Linked DNA regions of Sus scrofa: region 2 is linked to region 1. Evidence: chromatin contacts called from public Hi-C data. All regions are on one chromosome and are shown on one strand. Each heading gives the region's core, a stretch centred on a gene start, on an enhancer-like site or on the middle of the called end of the contact. The rest is flanking DNA. Distances are from core to core; before and after follow the strand shown. Region 1 holds the start of WDR81 (WD repeat-containing protein 81). Region 2 has its middle 46 kb from the start of RPA1.

Region 1 (5,812 bases), core at 2,297-4,796:
CCCATCTGCAACCTACACTGCAGCTTGCAGCAGTGCTGGATCCTTAACCCACCGAGCGAGGCCTGGGATCGAATCCACATCCTCATGGATACTAGTTGGGTTCTTAACCTGCTAAGTCACAATGGGAACTCCCTTACTAGCTCTGAGTTTGATGAAGATGCTTAACATCTTTAAGCCTCATTTTTTTCATTTACAAAATAGAATGTAGGAGTTCCCGTTGTGGCACAGCAAAAACAAATCTGACTAGGAACCAAGAGGTTGTGAGTTCAATCCCTGGCCTTGATCAATGGGTGAAGGATTAGGCATTGCCATGACCTGTGGTGTAGGTCGCAGACGCGGCTCGGATCTGGCATTGCTGTGGCTCTGGTGTAGGCTGGCAGCTGTAGCTCTGACTAGACCACTAGCCCGGGAACCTCCATGTGCCATGGGTGCGGCCCTAAAAAGACAAAAAAAAATTTTTTTTAAAAGACCCCCCAAAAATATAGAATGTATAATAAGTGCATGGCTTATTGTAGGGATTTAAAAAGGAATATGTTTGGAGTTCCCTGGTGGCCTAGTAGTTAAGGATTCAGCATTATCCCTGCTGTGGCTCAGGTCACTGCTTTGGTCAGGTTTGATTCCAGGCTGGGGAACTTCTGCATGCCATGGGCATTGCCATAAATAAATAAATAGAAGTATGTTTGCTTTTTTTTTTTTTTTTTAGGGCCGAACTTGCTGCTTATGGAAGTACTTAACCCGCTGATCAAGGCCAGGGATTGAACCCACAACCTCATGGTTACTAGTCATATTCTTTTCCACTGGGCCACAAGGGGAACTCCAAAAGAAGTATGTTTGAAAACACTTACTACAATACCTGGCCCACAGTTGGTGCACTAATGTTTAGCCACATCTGCGACCTACACCACAGCTTATGGCAACACCAGATCCTTAACCCACTGAGCGAGACCCGGGATCAACCCCCTGTCTGGATACTAGGAGGATTCGTTTCCTCTGCAGCAGGAGGGAATTCCAGCCTCCTTCACTTTTCTTCCAGATCAGCAGCAAGAGCTAACATTCAACACAGGCTGACTGCTGGGGCTCTGCAGCCTCGCTCCCTGACCATCCAAGCCATGAACTCCAAGAAACTCAATACTGAGATTGGCAAAGGGGAGTGGCTAATTTGGTACCAGATTCCCCAAAACCTAAGGGTAGTGGGTTGGGATTCAGGAAGCATTTGAGAATAGAGCTGCACAGAGCATTCTATTGCAAGATGCAGCTTGGAAATTACCTGCTTAATTCTGTTGCTTGTTAAAAATTCAGATTCCAGGGTCTCAATCAGAAGTACATCATACATTTGGAAAACCATGGTTTTAGGGCTCAGATTGAGGAAGGTGTCAGTGCCTCAGAAATCTTAGTACACCAGTGCCCAGTATTGCCAGGACATCCCTATTTAAGAGAAGGAAAGAACTGTCTTGAGAGGTAAGGTTAATTACACTCAAGGTCATTGTTGCATTGCAAGCCAGAACCACTAGAGGGCAGGGCACACACAAACTTGAAGAAAAAGTAATGCCTGCTTGGTCTAGCTAGGTAAACTGAGACCAGAGCAAAGACTACAAGGACCCAATTTTATTGGTACTAAGAGGCAGGCCGTACCACCTGTCCAAATTATCCATCCTCTGGTCTCTGGTTCTCAGACCAATGTCGGGAATACAAGATTGTCAAGGGACACCTCATTTCCCAGGTGAAAAAATAGTAGTGCATGGCCAAGGAGTATGAAGAACATTGCTTATAGAGTGAGATGGGCCTGAGTTTGAATCATGGCTCTACGACTTCTTAGCTATGTGACCTTGGGCAAGTTACCTAAGGTAGTCAGCTTCTTCATCCTAAAATGGATATAAAACTATCTTCAGGAGTTCCCGTCGTGCTGCAGCAGAAATGAATCCGACTAGGAACCATGCAGTTGCAGGTTTGATCCCTGGCCTCGCTCAGTGGGTTGAGGATCTGGTGTTGCTGTGGCTGTGGTATAGGCCAGCAGTTGTAGCTCTGATCAGACCCCTAGCCTGGGAACCTCTATATGCCATGGATGAGGTCCTAAAAAACAAACAACCCAAAAAACTCTTCTTAAAAAGGGCTGAGGGGAGTTCCCTGGTGGCTCAGTAGGTTAAGGATCCAGCATTGTCAGCTCTGTGGTTTGGGTCAGTGCTGTGGTTTGGGTCACTGCTATAGCGCAGATTTGATCCCTGGTCCAGGATCTTCTGCATGCCTTGGGTGTGGCTTAAAAAAAAAAGTGTTGCAGGAGTTCCCATCGAGGTGCAGTGGTTAATGAATTCGACTAGGAACCATGAGGTTGCGGGTTCGGTCCCTGGCCCTGCTCAGTGGGTTAAGGATCTGGCGTTGCCGTGAGCTGTGGTGTAGGTCGCAGATGCAGCTCGGATCGCGCGTTGCTGTGGCTCTGGCATAGGCCGGTGGCTACAGCTCCGATTCGACTCCTAGCCTGGGAACCTCCATATGACGCAGGAGCAGCCCTAGAAACGGCAAAAAGACAGAAAAAAAAAAAAAAGTGTTGCAGTAAGAATTAAACAAATCAAAGTATGCAAAGTGCTTGGTGAGATGCCTGATTCCTAATCAGTTCTCATAAATGGTGGTTTTAAGTTATTACTGCCCAAGATCATGTGACCAAGCAGGGGCTCTGGTTGCCCTTTCAAGAAAGAAAATACGATGGCATCGGATCATGGCTGAGCCATTCCTGTTTCCTCTCCAATTAGGACTTTAGTTTTTCTTAAGTACCTTTATGGAACTCCCACATCTCCACACCAGACTCCCTGTGTGAGGTAAACTCTCCTTCCAGGAGTGGGACTCAAAAAAACAGAGAGTGGGTTCTGGGAAGACAATGGCCTATCCTGCAAATGAATCATAACTGAGACCCTGAAAGAACTCCTGTAGCTTTGGTGCCAGCTCTCTGGTTTCTGCTCTCTGTCCTGTGCTGCACCCTCCTCCCAGCCACCGTGGCATCTGCAAGGCCCTGACCACAGCAGGCAGGCTCTGTGGCACAGCAGAGGCAGATCTTCAACAGGAAGTCTTGGGGGAACATTTCCTCCCAAGAACTCCAGGCCTTTGAGCCTGGGCTACTTCTCTCCCCCAGACTGCCCTGAAGCACACACACAAAAGGCCTCCCGGGACAGACCGTCTGTGCTCCAGATTCTAAGTCTCCATTCTGCCAAATGGATGAGCCTCTTTGGAGGTTCTTGGTTTTCACCTGTGAAACATAATAATAACCATCCTTCCTACCTCACTGAGTGTCCTGAGGGCCAAGTGGAGTGTTACTGACGAAATATTTTGGAAAATTAACGCTCTTTCTTTTGGAAGGCAGCATGGAGGCAGTGAAGGGACTCGATGTCAAAAGTCCCAACTCCCGCTTCGGTGTCTTAGCTGTAAAACCAGAGCGAGGTGGTGGCGGTGGTGGCGGGGATATTCAGCCGGTTAAAGGCTGTGATCTCTAGACAAAACCTCCTTAGTCCGCGACCCGGTGCCAGGAGGAGGACGAGCAGGGAGGGGAAAGCTTTTGGGCCGCTCAGTGTCCCCCTCCCTTGCCGCTTTCAGCCCAGGAGGAAGCGAAGTCGCCACCAGACCAAGCAAAAGCGCTGAGCCGAGGCGGGGCGAGCGGTGGTGCGAGCGAGAGGCGGGGTCCCCCCCAGCTTAGTCGAGCCACGTGCGGTTGTTTCCGTGTCGGGGCGATCACGTGAGCAGCATCAGCTGACCCGTCACGGTGGCGCCCCGCGCTGGCGCCCTGCAGCCCCCGCCCCGCCGCGCCGGGAGCGCCAGACCCTACGGAGGGGTAAGAGCGCCCCCGCCCCCCTCTGTCCCCGGCCCACCCCCGCTGCCTCCCCCCCAGCCCCTGTCCCTCGCCCATCCTCACCTACCCGCCCGGCCTGCCACCCCGGAAGCTGTGGCGAGGAGGGCCTTGGCCAGGCTCAGCCCCGCGCTGCCCCCAGGCGGCCAAGAGGGGATGGCCCTGGGGAACAGGGGGCGGGAAGTCGCTCTTACCACCGAAGCCGAGGGCTGGTCACCGGCCCTGAGCCCCGACATGGAGGAACTGCTCCGGAGCGTGGAGAGGGACCTGAACATCGATGCCCGGCAACTGGCTCCAGCCCCAGGGGGCACCCACGTGGTGGCCCTAGTGCCCGCGCGCTGGCTGGCCAGCCTCCGCGAGCGCCGGCTGCCCCTGGGACCCTGTCCCCGCGCAGAAGGCCTGGGCGAAGCGGAAGTGAGGACTCTTCTGCAGCGCTCCGTGCAGAGGCTGCCCCCCGGCTGGACCCGAGTGGAGGTGCATGGGCTGCGGAAACGGAGGCTCTCCTACCCGCTGGGCGGCCTGCCTTTTGAGGAGGGGTCCTGCAGCCCAGAGACCCTCACTCGCTTCATGCAGGATGTGGCTGCCCAGAATTATCGCAACCTGTGGCGCCACGCATATCACACTTATGGGCAGCCCTATAGTCATATTCCTGCCCCCTCAGCTGTCCCTGCCCTGGACTCAGTACGACAAGCTCTGCAGAGGGTCTATGGTTGCCCCTTCCTGCCAGTGGGTGAAACTACCCAATGCCCATCATATGCCAGAGATGGCTCCTGTCCCCCACGGGGCTGTCCGGCCTCTCCCAGTCTTCTGAGAGCTGAGGCTCTGCTGGAGTCCCCAGGGATGCTCTACGTGGTGCACCCTTATGTGCAGTTCTCCCTGCATGATGTGGTCACCTTCAGCCCTGCCAAGCTGACCAACAGCCAAGCCAAGGTGCTCTTCATTCTCTTCCGTGTACTGAGGGCCATGGATGCTTGTCATCGCCAGGGACTGTCCTGCGGGCCCCTGTCTTTGCACCACATCGCTGTGGATGAGAAGCTCTGCAGTGAGCTCCGGCTGGACCTGCGTGCTTATGAGAGGCCCAAGGAGGATGAAAATGAGGAGAGCCCTGCGGCAAGGAACGGGGTGGGCGCGGAGCCTGGAGAGGAGGGAGGACGGGGACCTGGGTGTCCCACCTGCCAGGAGGAACTTAGGGGCCTTGTGCTAGACTGGGTGCACGGCCGCATCAGCAACTTCCACTACCTCATGCAGCTGAATCGGTTGGCAGGTCGGCGGCAGGGGGATCCCAATTACCACCCAGTGCTGCCCTGGGTGGTGGACTTCACCACGCCCCACGGGCGCTTCAGAGACCTGCGCAAGTCTAAGTTCCGCCTCAACAAGGGGGATAAGCAGCTGGACTTCACGTATGAGATGACGCGGCAGGCGTTTGTGGCCGGCGGGGCGGGCGGCGGGGAGCCCCCTCACGTTCCTCACCACATCTCCGACGTGCTCTCGGACATCACGTACTACGTGTACAAGGCTCGGCGCACACCCCGGTCGGTGCTCTGTGGACATGTGCGGGCGCAGTGGGAGCCCCATGAATATCCTGCCAGCATGGAGCGGATGCAGAGCTGGACCCCGGATGAGTGCATCCCCGAGTTCTACACCGATCCCTCCATCTTCTGCTCCATCCACCCCGACATGCCTGACCTGGACGTGCCAGCCTGGTGCAGCTCCAGCCAGGAGTTCGTGGCTGCCCACCGGGCGCTGCTGGAGAGCCGAGAGGTGTCCCAGGACCTGCACCACTGGATCGACCTCACCTTTGGCTACAAGCTGCAGGGCAAGGAAGCCGTGAAGGAAAAGAACGTGTGTCTGCACCTGGTGGACGCCCACACGCACCTGACCAACTACGGCGTGGTACAGCTCTTCGATCAGCCCCACCCCCAGCGCCTGGCCGGGGCCCCTGCCCTGGCCCCTGAACCTCCACTCATCCCCAGGCTGTTGTTC
Region 2 (6,389 bases), core at 3,552-6,051, 140 kb after region 1:
CCAGATCCTGAACCCACTGCACCACAAGAGAACTATTAAAATCTTTTGTGTTTGCGTTTGCAATGATGGTTTTAAGTTGTTGAGAGAAGTATGTGGCTTAGCACCTGCCCTCATTGATCCACTGTTCCACCCTCTCTCTAGGTGACTTTAAATCAAGATACCCTGGGAATTCTCTTTTGGCGCCAGTGGGTTAAGGATGCTGCACTGTCTCTGAGGCAGCTCGGGTCGCTGCTGCGGTGCAAGTTCAATCCCTTGCCCTGCACATTGAGTTAAAGATCTGGCATTGCTGCAGCTGTGGTGTAGGTCTTCAACTGTAGCTCAATTCAATCCCTGGCTTGGGAGCTTCCATATGCAGCAAGTGCAGGAAAAAAACAACAACAACAACAACCAAGATACCGTGTCCCTGGGAACTACAGGCTACTAGGAGCAAAGCTTGGGACTAAGGAGTAACACCACAACTCAAATTAAAATTCAGTAAATGGAAAAAAAATTCAGTAAGTTGAGAGATCACTGGAGACGAGTCATCAGAAAAGATTTCCTAAAGGATTGGATGATTTGAGGTTCACACACATTGTAGCCATCATTTGGGTCAGGGGCCATCCGATCTGCATGGAAAACTCAGGCAGCCCCTCTACCAGCCTTTCCTTCCACATTCACCACTGGCAGATGAAGCTGTGATGAGTCCGGTACCAAGGATACTGGGTTCTTGTAGTGTTTGACCATGGGTGGGGTAGGAGGCCTTGTTTTATCTATTGCCAGACTCTTGCATCGGGCTTGTCATAAGACTTTGTGACTCAACATTGAATTTGTGGGCGTACTTGAGACTGAACCCACCACCTGGCCATTTTTACAGCCTTCCAGCTTTGCCAGGCTCCTGATGGCTGTCACCTGGCATCCCCTACTCCTTAGATGTTGATCAATCTCAAAACGTACACTTTTCGAGAAAACAGAATTTCTTTTTTGGCCTTGAATGTGGACCACGTGAAAAACCATCCCACCTGCTTCGTGAGAAATATTTAGATCCCATTCAAAAGTGATGGTGTAAACTTTTCATAATTGTGAGCTATTCTTATTAAAAAAAAAAAAATCGTACCTGCTCCCTAGGGTATTACCCAGTTGGTAATTGGAAGTTTGTGCTGTCATTAAAAATGACAGCTTCCTCAGATAACATTCTTGGTGCTTATAAAATGCAGATAACTCAGCCTATATTTAACTTGTGTGTGGTGCAGCTTCCTCTCCACGGTTAGGTAACCAGGGGCTGGTGTCCCGGCAAGGCAGGGGGTGGGGGTGCAGTCACTGCAGGGAGCGGCAGCTTTGTGCCTCACATGCCCTCCCCCGAAACGGAGTCAGAACAACCAGGACTTTTTAAAAATAAGCTCCGATTGGGCTCTCATCTCTCCCCTCACAGTTGACACCGCTGTTCATGTTGAAGTTTATTTATATCTTCAGTCAGCCATGGTACAGAGGTCATTCCTATTGGCCTCAAATTTTAGAGGCTTATGTTTGCCTCGGAAAGCTGATCTCCCCAGCACTTAGGCTTGGAATGCAAAGCTGGTCTTTGCAGAAGCTTGTCTGCCTCCGCAGCATCCCCCACTCCCACCACCACCGCTAGCACCACCACCAATTTCCTTCTCCACCATTTATTTAAAATTTCAATAGCTTTCGAAGGTGCATCCCTGTAAATGAGCTCTCCTCTAACGGGCTCTCTCCAGGCAGCAAACCTTCCATAAAGGAACCACTAATTAAGCAGCAAACGGTTTGTCTTGCTTAGCCACGTTCCATGACTCTAGCAGTCAATTTAGGCAATGGCAACATCCTTCTTTATGGCCATGATTTTAATAATATTCTTTTGTCTTTCCACCAGCGGTTAGGGTGTGTGAGAGTGTATGTGTGTGTGTGCACGCCTGTCTTCCTCTCCATCTTGAAGCGGAAGATTTGTTTCCATGGACTTTTGTGTTTATGAAAATCCTTATTAAAGTTACTCTTGAAGGATCAAACCCACGCCAAGCCTTCCTGGCTGGAGAGTGGGGCTGTGGGAGAGCAGATCGATCTGCAGTGGAGGCACGCACAGGCTTTCAGGGAAGATGCCTGTCAGTCAAATGGCTCTCTTGTTGTGAGAGGCACGAACAGCTCTCTCGCCTTCTCCATCTGAGGGAGAATTGAAGGTGTTAGCAGGCTTACCCCGGCAGCATCCCTCCCCGGGCAGATGTGCACACCTCCGCCAAGCTGCACATGCCTCCTAATAGAACCTTTAGCTCCTGGAGCCAAGTCTTATTGTGCGTGTGTGTGTGTGTGTTATTAAAGTGCGGGAGGCTAGGAAGAAGCAGAGCCCTCTTAATTAGAGAGCGACATTCTTGCATAGTAGTGGTGTTCCGTTCGTGGCATAATTGTCACAGCAAATTACCAGTTAGGTTAAATATTGAGCTGGTAGTTCTCGGAGCTTCAATTATTTGCTCCACCCCGTCCTCCCCACCCGCCCCTCCCCTCCCCTCTCCTTCACCTGCGATCCTGCACTTCTAACTTGATCTTCTGCCAAGTGGTAGCTTTTAAGTGAGGCTTAGAGAAGATACACTTTACAGCGGGAGCAATAAATCTGGCTTTGGGCAAGTTAGAGGATGCCAGGAACATCTGAACGAGGGGTGCAATTTTTTTCTGGGCGTGTGGGGGTAGGCTGGGTCGTCTTTCCCGACTTCTAACTCCAGCTATAAAACTGCTGGGTCAGTCGGTGTATCTCCCGTGGCTGTCTCCTGATGTGAAAACCCTACTGGAGATGCCACAAGAAATGCAAAGGAAATATAAGGCTCGGTTCCTTCTCTCTAAATTTCAGTCTGAGAGGGGGAAAGCCCCCCCCCCCGCCAATATGGAAGAATGCTTTTTCTAAACAAGCAAACAGCAGATTGAGTGTGTTGGTGTGGGAAAGGAGCCGATGGAGAGGAGGGAAGAGACTGGTGGAGGCAGTCCCAAAAGGTGTGAGTTGTTGTAAGGGCGAGAAAAATGGATTGGCAGGGAGAAAAAAGGGGTCTGCTTCCAGCTGAAGGAAGTGGAGCAGGAGAGAAAGGAAAGCAGGTGCAGGTGATACCAAGGAAATCAGCTTGGTTCAAGGGGTAGATCTTTGCAGAGAAATCCTAAGTGAGAACATCAGGAGAGCAGCCTGGACCTTGATTTTTCTTGGAGCTTAATACTTAAGCCCCTTGGAATGCAGGTCCCAGGGAGGATCCTTTGTCTTTAATTGACCAATTATCCGTTGCTCCTGGAGCTGAGGTTCTGGCCAGCCAGGTACCCGGGAAGATTGCTCCAGTGCAGCCTCTCTGCTTAGCCAACTAAATAGCTGAAGAAATCCTGCGGGGGATGTTATTGGAGTCTTGTACACTCAATTCCTCACAAGCTTCATGCTGGGCGGCTCATTTTCTTTGGACAAAGATAGACTGGCTCCCTCTCTTGTTGATGGAATGAAAATTCTCTCTTGCATTATGGCTCATGTGATAGCTTTGGTGGCGGGGCTGTGGGGATAATGAAGAGTCTCTTAATGGCCCTAGTTAAACCCGGTAATATCACTCTATCAACCTTCAGCTGGTGGTGGGACTCTAACCCAGTTTCGCATTTCTTAACGTCTGCAACCCACCCCTGGGTTTGAGCTGCTTCTAAGCGCTAAGAAGACTTTGACCATCACTGCTCTGTTTCGTGGAGCATATTTATAAAGCGGTGCTCATTTCCCGACTCTAGAATTGTGCCTCCTCTTCCCATTCCAGCTCCTCAGCTGAGATCAGTCTCCTTGAATAAACTGGGGAAGTCAAAGTTATTTCAGCCACAGCATCACCCTTCTCAGTCTCTGAGCTACTGGCCTGCTGGTTTAGTGCCCCCAAAGGAAGAGAACTCATTTTATTCTGGAAAACGGGGAACTGAATTTGCTTCAGGACCTGCCTGGGTCTAATGAGCCCAGTCTGTTAGCAAGGTTTGCCCCCGTGTGGGAGGTGCATTTTGAGGTGCATGTGCGCGCATGCCCTTGGCTAGAGTAACCTGTGCCCAGCAATGGCTGCTGCTCCCTGGGGAGGGAGGGGGCACGTGCAGTCCTGTTCTCAAGAGGGCTGGTGGAGGAGGCCACCTTACAACCCTTTGGCCTTCGTGAAAATGTCCAATATTCACCCCCCAAACGGTGGGTCGTCGAGGCAACTTTCTGATGCCCCAGAGTGAACCCGGAAATGGGTCCTCGTGCAGAAGCAGGGGAGGGGGATGGGAAGGGAGCCTGGGAAAGGCTTCGGTGGGGAGAGAGGTCATCTTAACCTAAATTAAATAATGGAAATGACAATTATGAACAGCTCTGAGAGCAATGACTCGGCAGCCAGAACTACCTGACCATGACAAATGGCTCTCCTGGGGAAGCGGGCGCCGCCTCCTTTCCTGGATGTGGGGGGAAGGGGTCTCTCCACCAACCAGGGCGGGAGGCAGGGCCCGGGCTGCCTGATTTAGCCTGGAACTTAAAATCGCTGGAGCAGTTTATAGAAACACCAGAATGAGCTGTGGCACACAATCAGCAGGCAGGATCCAGAGATGATGGCATGAATGTTTCAAATGTGCTCAGGGTAATTAGTTTTGAATTACCATGTGCATATTTTAAACATTTAAATGATCATCCCAGGTTTTCGAAAACAGTTTCACACGGCTTCATGTCGCTCCCCCTCCCGGCGCGGCCTCCCCGCGGAAAAGCAGAAGGCGCTGGGCTCGAGAAGGAGCCAGGTGGATGGGGCCGAGCGGTTCCGCGGCTTCCGCGGAGGGGGAGAAGCGGCGGGAGCCGCGCTAAACCCTCGGATCAAGGCGGATTAGGCCGCAGCGCCGGGTCCTGGCGCGGCCGGCTCGCCCAGGACTTCCCTTCCTTCAAGCCAGCGTCGTCTGTGCCAGTTTTTCAAAACGATTTGTTCAGCTTTTAAGTTTTCCATTGTGCATGAAAATGCAATTCCATGTGGGTAGCTTTTTTTTCTTTTTCTTTTTCTTTTTCCATTTTATTTTATGAAGACCTGGACAGCTGGGAAACTTGAAGGTTGATTAGCCAGGTAGGAATGACATGTGGGGTTTTACACCGGCGACCATGTCCACCAGTCAGCTTCCAGCAACTGCAGTGCCTCCATATTTGGGCCGGGATGCAAATAGCAGTTTCTAAAACCCCTAACTCGGTCAACAGTGGAAAGGGCGAACAACCCCCCACCCCCAGCCTCTTTTCTCCTATAGGTAGTGCTAAAGGAGGTGCACCCCTGTCTTACTGAGGACATTTCTAGGTCTTTCTGCTTGGGGGGGGGCAGGGAATGAATAAAGTCCGGTCTCTAACTTTATAAAGGATCTGAATTTAGAGCAGTGGCTTAGAAAGCAGCCCTCCATCCCTTCCTCCCTGTTACACGCTCTTCCTCCAGCAGGGGGAGCTGGGAGAATTAAAAACTATGAGCCAGTGTCTAGGACCTTTTGAGTGGGAGCTATCTATGCTGAGATCCTGATTGAATGAAAATTGTTCATTATGCAAACTGTGTGGTTCGATCCACAGAGGCGGCCCCCAGGCACAAACCCCAAGTCGTTGCTTTTTCTCTCTCCAGATTAAAACATATGAATTGCTTTGATGTAATCTTATAACAAAGCCTAATAGAAATTTTATTTCTACTGAAGTTGCCTGTCATTTCTTATTGCCCCCCTTCTTCTGTCCTATTAATACCCTTACAGTCAGGGATATGCAGCTGAGCTTAGACTGTATTCGAGGATGGGAACAGTGTCTCTTCCTTGGCGATGGCCAGGGTTATTTGAATACACTGCTTGTGATATATTTAATATCTTGTTTGCCCCCCCCACCGCTATTTATCATCTTAATGGAATGCTACAGAATATCACATTATGCAATGTGTTTAAATTGATAAATTATATTAGAAAAATATTGGATCGGATTTTTAATGGTAAGTGGGTTTTTGCAGAAATATTTTCTCATTAGGAGATCAGTGCTTGCAGGGCAGACATTGTAAGGATTTGGGAATAAGCTATATTTATGACCTATTTGGCTAATTAAAATTAAAGCATAATTTTAGCGTGAAGTTCCTGCAAGACTTTGCAGAGAGGGTGGAGGAAGAAACTTGCCCAAATCCAGTTACTTTTAAATGTCAGTTGCCATAACAACTTCACATGAGCCATATTTTTACTTGAAAATTCCTTTTAGGATTCGGTTGCTATAATAATTTGCCTCAGCTCTTTTTAGGAGGCATATTTTCCTCTTTTCCTTTTGTGATCATTTCAAGGCTTTCAATACTGTAACAAAAATGACCATGTAAATAGCTTAAGTCTTCCTTCTAGAGGAGCAGAGTGCCCCCCCCAAAAAAATAGAAGTGTGGGCTGTGGGGGGGTCTTCTGCGGGGAGAGCT

The links. Hi-C and Micro-C count contacts between places; a contact is called where the count stands out from the background.
Region 2: a contact with region 1 is called in a Hi-C map of skeletal muscle, with 2.5 times the contacts expected there. The contact joins the enhancer-like site here to the promoter of WDR81 in region 1. A contact is called at or near these places in 2 of 5 promoter capture datasets (fetal liver and liver), 5 of 47 Hi-C or Micro-C datasets (embryonic fibroblasts, fetal heart ventricle, heart right ventricle and 2 more) and 2 of 2 datasets of contacts at active chromatin or transcription factors (alveolar macrophages and skeletal muscle).

What each region holds. Positions count from the first base shown.
Region 1 is chr12:47,918,272-47,924,083 of Sscrofa11.1, forward strand. It overlaps WDR81 (WD repeat-containing protein 81), which reads left to right and starts at 3,547. Exons shown (of 9, transcript XM_021067573.1): 1 at 3,547-5,812. The coding sequence starts at 3,986.
Region 2 is chr12:48,052,095-48,058,483 of Sscrofa11.1, forward strand. No RefSeq gene overlaps it. Among named protein-coding and RNA genes, the nearest start is that of RPA1, 46 kb to the left of the region's middle. Within about 2 kb of position 4,802, at least 13 of the 83 cell types and tissues checked have an H3K27ac peak or open chromatin away from gene starts, as enhancers often do. A contact at or near this core is called in skeletal muscle, where this site is marked.